Linked DNA regions of Danio rerio: region 2 is linked to region 1. Evidence: chromatin contacts called from public Micro-C data. All regions are on one chromosome and are shown on one strand. Each heading gives the region's core, a stretch centred on a gene start, on an enhancer-like site or on the middle of the called end of the contact. The rest is flanking DNA. Distances are from core to core; before and after follow the strand shown.

Evidence for each region. Hi-C and Micro-C count contacts between places; a contact is called where the count stands out from the background.
Region 2: a Micro-C map of caudal fin shows a contact between it and region 1, with 2.5 times the contacts expected there. The contact joins the promoter of trnt1 here to the promoter of glyctk in region 1. A contact is called at or near these places in 2 of 18 Hi-C or Micro-C datasets (caudal fin and hematopoietic stem cells).

Annotation. Positions count from the first base shown.
Region 1 is chr6:45,572,319-45,575,546 of GRCz12tu, forward strand. glyctk (glycerate kinase) reads right to left here and starts at 1,647. Exons shown (of 5, transcript NM_001077388.2): 1 at 1,502-1,647.
Region 2 is chr6:45,778,709-45,782,096 of GRCz12tu, forward strand. trnt1 (tRNA nucleotidyl transferase, CCA-adding, 1) reads right to left here and starts at 1,265. Exons shown (of 8, transcript NM_001002159.2): 1 at 1,145-1,265; 2 at 769-915; 3 at 1-169. The coding sequence starts at 907. arl6ip5a (ADP-ribosylation factor-like 6 interacting protein 5a) reads left to right here and starts at 1,942. Exons shown (of 3, transcript NM_001006096.1): 1 at 1,942-2,188. The coding sequence starts at 2,010.

The DNA.
Region 1 (3,228 bases), core at 397-2,896:
TCTTAACGATTTAAAATGGCATCTTTGGATATCTTTTCTGCTGGAGATACTGTTATCCTAAAAAAAATCTTACACATACCATAGGAACAGTATAGCAGAAAATGTTGGTGGTTTTAAGACCTTGACTTTTCCAATCTATGGTAAACCTTGAAAATGGTTATCATCTCAACTTTTGACTAGTAGTATAAATAATTAATGCAATCTATTAATAAAGATAAAAAACAAAATGTATTATTTAAAATATAATAATTTTCTAAAAAGCATATTGCTCCAATGTAAAGACAGACGAGAGGATACCAAAATCTGTAACCCTAATCTATTTATATATAAATATAAATATTTTCCAGGTGACACAGTGGCGGAGTGGGTAGCATGATTGCCTCACAGCAAGAAGGTCTCTGGTTCAAGCCTTGGCTGGGTCAGTTGGCATTTCTGTGTGGAGTTTGCATGTTCTCCCTGTGTTTGTGTGGGTTTCCTCCAAGTGCTAGAGTTTTTCCCACTGTCCAAAGACATGCTGTGCAGGTGAATTGAGTGTGCTAAATCGTCTGTAGTGTATGTGTGTGAATGTGTATGTATGTATGTTTCCCAGTGATGGGTTGCAGCTGGAAGAGCTGCATAAAACATATGCTGGAAAAGTTGGCGGTTCATTCTGCTATGGCGACGCCAGATTAATAAAGGGATTAAGCCGAAAAGAAAATGAATGAATGAATTTAAATATCTTCCATCACCTGAAACAACAGTTAATATTTTGTGTTATGTGGAAAAAGAATTGTACTCAAAATACTGTAAAATGAAAATAACCGAGGCAACTGCAACAATTTTAAAGTATTGATTCAATTTTCTGTAAATATGTAAAGCACTTTGAGTGCTATATAAACGTAACATATTATTAGTCTATATATGAAACAAATACATTTAACTGAATATAATTATACATTCATCCTTAAACCTCTTAAGCTGTGTAGGCTATGCTCACAACCAAAAAAAACAACAATAAAAAATTATTTCAAGACAGCCATCTCCAACTAAATGACCAGTGATGGACAGCTAGAAACAAAATTATGTTTAAATCACATAGTACATTTGTATGTAAATAAATAATAACAATTGAATCCTAAATATTATATCTTAAACAAAGTTCCAACATTTTCCACTTAAAAATGTACCTGCACACTGCTGGTAATCCTGAAGCTCTTTTATGAACTGAAAACTTTAGAGAATTGCCTTACACTAGAGGCTGTGTGCTGAGTGAGTAATGATTGACTACAGTTGACCATAGGGCAGAGAGTAGTTTCAGAACAAGTCAGTTTAGCGGTTTACGGATTCATTAAGGGTCAATCCCAAAACAACAGAGGGGTTGTACAATAGTCTTGTGATATTTCTGTTAAAGTCCAGTCAATGTCCTGGTCAGTGTTAAACATCTATGGACTCGCCACCCTAATAGACCAAACTGCAAAACAAGCACAATTCACCACAAATGGCAACAAACAAAAACATGTACCTCCATTTTCTCTCCACACTCAACCTCAGGCTACCGCAGCTATAGTAAACAAAACAAGACTAATATCGCAGAACTTTGGATAGGACGCGTCTTGACGTCACTTTAATTTGTGTATGAGTCGTGTCATGCTTTTACACATTCATAACGCATCCGCCCCTTCTCCTCTTGTTTTGAACAAGATTGACTCACGTGACAAACTGAATAAACCCCTCTCGATCAATCTGGCAACAGCTCAAAACAAAACGCGTAGTTCGGTGCTGCACCAACCCTCTGTTTTGAACGAATCTTTTATATAAACAAATCATTTAAAACCCCGACTCGTTCAGCAAAAGAGGCGAGTTCGTACAGTGGAACTAACCAATTGGATGCTGGTTCGCAGCTGACACTCGAATACTATTGGCTGGAACAACAGTCAATCTTAACAGGGAAAACGAGTCAGTAGGAAAAGAATCATTTTCAAGATTTATTTACGATTCACGAGTAAACGACGTAATTATACCAATACAAATTTATAAGAAAAGCCAATTAACCACGTTTTGCACAAGTATAATTAGTTATAACTTAGGAACTCTGACTCGTTTCTGCATTTAATTTGCCTAAAAGTAAATGTTTACCACGAACAGCGTAAAGTTACCTCAGTACTTCGCTTGGCGTCACACACTGGCGTGTCCAAGTTTAAAACAAAGTGGCCTTCAATTAGTAAAAAAATGCTGCATCAGCACGAGGCTATATTTCAATGATGATTAGCTGCGTGTAACTCCGTTGCCAGTTCTGAAAAGGCAATGACAAAGTTTCTTCAAAAGGTGGCAGCATTCAATAGGTTAGCTAAACTAGACTAAGTCCATAAAACACATATTAGTATAAAACATGAAATATGAAAGTACACGACAAAATATACACAAACATTGTCAAACTTCACAGTTAGCCTATTTTTGTGTCACCAAAACAGCGGAGGTGTCAGAGTCATACTGGGTATGACATCATCCTTCCTGTTATCAGAGTCTCCCAGCTCCATCTGTTAATCACACCCATGGGGAGAAGAGTACCAATATCACAACAAGCACTTGTTCACAGGTACCAAAATAACTGTATGGTCATTTACATGCTTATAAATGTCTAGTTGAATTATTCAAGGAAGATACAGGAAAAAAACAAGGCCCTAAATGACTTGCCTTGTGAGAAATCAGTTATCATCTTTAGAGAAATGACTCATCTACAAATATTTATGTTGAGTAAATGTTTGTTACTGTCTTATGTACACAGTGTTTTATTGCATTCGCTACAAAAATGCACCCAATTTTATTAATGTCTTTAATGGGTTAGGACAGCTCAAAATGATTTAGTTAAAGTTTTGAAGCAACAAATAGATTTTTTTTTCATTCATTCTTTTCTTTTCCGCTTAGTCCCTTTATTAATCTGGGGCCACCACAGCAGAATAAACCACCATCTTATCCAGCATATGTGTTACACAGTGGTATGTTCTTCCAGCTGCAACCCATAACTGGGAAACATCCATACACACTCATACACTACAGACAATTTTAGCTTACCAAATTCACCTATACTATATGTATTTGGACTTGTGGGGTAAACCGGGGCACCTGGAGGAAGTCAACGCAAACAGGGAGAAAACGGGGAGAACATACAAATTCAACACAGAAATTCCAACTGACCCAGCCGAGGCTTGAACCAGCGACATTCTTGTTGCGAGGCAATCGTGCTACCCA
Region 2 (3,388 bases), core at 15-2,514, 210 kb after region 1:
TCTCCTTTATTGTTGATCATGCGGACTCCTGCTGTCTGGAACATGCTCTTCATCTCCTCTGGAGTGGCTGTTGTGGCAAAATCCACATCTTCAGGCCGTTTTCCAGACAGAAGGTCCCGCACCGCACCCCCGGCAATCCTCAGCTCAAACTGGTTCTTTTGAAATATTTCTAGATATCAAATAAATATGGCATGTTTTGGATATGTTTGCACTAATTAAGTTGTGAGGTACATGACAATGTTAAAGATTCAAATGTTTGCACAAAACTGAATGAATTAGGGTAACACGGTGGCTCAGTGGTTAAAACTGTCGCCTCACAGCAAGAAAGCCGCTGGTTTGAGCCCTGGCTGGATCAGTTGCCATTTGTGCCAACCGTTTATGCTTCCCGTTTTGCATGGGTTTCCTCCTGGTGCTCCGTTTTCCCCCACAAGTCCAAAGACATGTGGTATAGGTGAATTTAATAAGCTAAATTGTCTGTAGTGTACTGTATGTGTGTGAATGCAAGAGTGTATGGGTGTTTCTGGGTTGCGACTGGGAGGGCATCCGCTGCATAAAATATATGACGGATAAGTTGGCGGTTAATTTCACTGTGGCAACCCCTGATTAATAAAGCCCTAAATGAATGAATGAATGAATGAATAAGCTTTGTGGTATCGTTAGCAACAAAGTGTGAGTAGATGTGCCCAAACAACTCACTGGTGCAATTATTATTTGTCATGAAGTATTAACACCGTGTTTTTACCAATGACATTTATAAAGTGAGCTTACCAGCAAGACCAACGAGTCCGTCGGTAAATAAAGACTCAAACTCTTTAGTTTTCAGCTGCATCGTCAATAAAGCCCTGCAACTCCACGTGAGATGAACCCGGTTGACAAACGAAGGGCGTAGAAATAATTTAGCCCACATCGGTGGACCTTAAAACAAGAGAGTCGTTATCTGTAAATTTCACATGCCACTGAATTAATGTTAATGATACATGCTAAATACCTATAACGTTGAATGTTCAGTAATTATCTTCCAGACTTTTCAACTCCAATGCTAGTTTTCAAGATGCTAGGCATTACTATTATTTAACACCTATTATACTTATGGCGATGCTAAGCATTTATCAAACATGACTCACAACAGTTAATATTTATTCACCTTAGGAAAACACCAGATGCTATTTTAGCACATCGGTAGTTTCACTCACGCTGCGAGCAGCCATGACAGACATTCACGTAAGGGCGTGGCCAACTGCTTCCGGGACACTTGCGTAATAACAAGATCGTCCAATGAAAACTGAGCACTTTTATTTTTTTTTTCAGTCGCCCATCCAGCATGCTACAGTTATGGCAAGCCATTTTAACATATAATCTATATACTTACATTTTTAGTAGATACTAGTTCTTATTTATTAGATCGTAGTATAACTTAATCATTATTTTGCACTTGTTGAAAATAATCCTTTGTATTTGCAAATGTATTTGTTTCATTATATAGAGTAACTATTCTTACGTTAGTAGCCTTGGTAAGAAACTGAATGAGTTTGTATCTAATATAAGCACTGACATCTTGAGCTATTAGCGATAGGCTACCTATGAATAGCGTAAAAAAAACTAGCATAAAACTACTAGTCTACTAAAAACAGCATGCACTTCTCATACTTGGAATACACTAAAAACCGAATAGTTGAAATAAACTAGCAGCTAGCAGCATGAAAATATATTAGCAGCGATTAAATGTTAAAACAGCTTGCCATAGCGCAAACGTTTCACTCGTTAATCACTAGTTTACTTTATAATTCAATCAGCCAGTATATCGTACACTGTGTGATAATAAGAATCCTTATCTGCATGATTAGATTAAGTCCCTAATATTCAAACGCGATCATTTTTGCTGATCATTTGTTTACATCTGAAGTAACCTCCCATTTAAAGCCAAAGCGCATGCTGCTGGCGAGAGGACGGAAGTGACAGGCTGTTGCTTACATTCAGAGCAGCTGTCGGCATCCGCACAGTCTGAATAAATGGCTAAAGTGGAAATCGCTCCTTTGAGAGGCTGGGATGATTTCTATCCCGGCTCAGATCGCTTCGGCAAACCAGATACACGAGATTTGGCGAAATGGAACAACAGAGTGGTCAGCAACCTCCTGTACTATCAAACCAACTATCTGGTGGTAGCTATACTTGTATTCCTGGTTGTAGGGTAAGTCCTTTGCACAGCGTCTTACATGCAGAAATTCTATAAAAACAATATTAAAGTAGTATTTGTAACATTCAATGTGAACTTAAACACAAATATCGGATTGCGGAAAGTATCGCGAGAACAGTGAGCTTTAAATATAGGCTGTATTTGAGCACAAACTAACATGGCAATGCATTTAGTTCTACTTTTGTTGTTAAACTGCGATGTATAACATATTTCCAATAGTTTTGCATTGTAAATCCCATGGTACACAATATTGCAATCTCCACTGTATGGTGTTTTATTTTATGGGTATTGCATGTTGTGTATTTCATGCTGTTTTTAAGTGATAAACTTTTAAAATTGTTTTCCCATCTGTCCAATATAGAACATGATGTTATTTCTACCTAAATATAGCTAGTTGATCCTGACAGACATGGCTGTGTTGATATATGGGCAGCTGTGTTTAAGTTTGTAAGCCAGTTTAATGTCCAAGAGATGATGGTTTGTCTCTAATATTATAACTAGTTGCTAAGACTGAACAATATTTAAGGGTTTTATCACATGACACTTATGAGCAAAGGTCATGACAGTATTTTGTCATAGTCATTTCACAATTATACAGCTCTCACAAAAATGAGTGTTGTTATAAATGTTAGTGCATATTTTTAAAACATACGTTATACTATAAAAAAACTTGGTTAAATCAAATTTGGTGTAGCAATAACTTGATTGACTCGTGGTTAGTATAATAACATCTATTAACCCTGTTTTTTACTCTGTTTAAAAAAACTCTGTTAATTATTGTCAAGCTTTCCATTGCAATTATTACTATTACATTTTATTAACATGTATTATTTCACACTCAAATCATGTATACTATTTATGTTCAGGTTATCACATGCAATGTTTCCTTTTATCAACAATGTTTTATAGCGTTTACACTTTATAGCCACTAGGTGTCACCATCAACGCATGCTTGCTTTCTTAAAGGTATAGTTCACCCCAAAATGAAAATGTGCTCACTATTTACTCATTGTCAGGTGGTTCCAAACCTTTACGAGTTTATTTCTTTTCTTGATCAAAATACAAGATATTTTGAAGAAAGCTCAACACCTTGAAACAGAAAGCTGTGACCTGACTTCCATACTAGGACCAGTGGTGGAACGAGTACTGAAAAATCATACTTGAGTAAAAGTACCATTATATTACTCAAAGTAG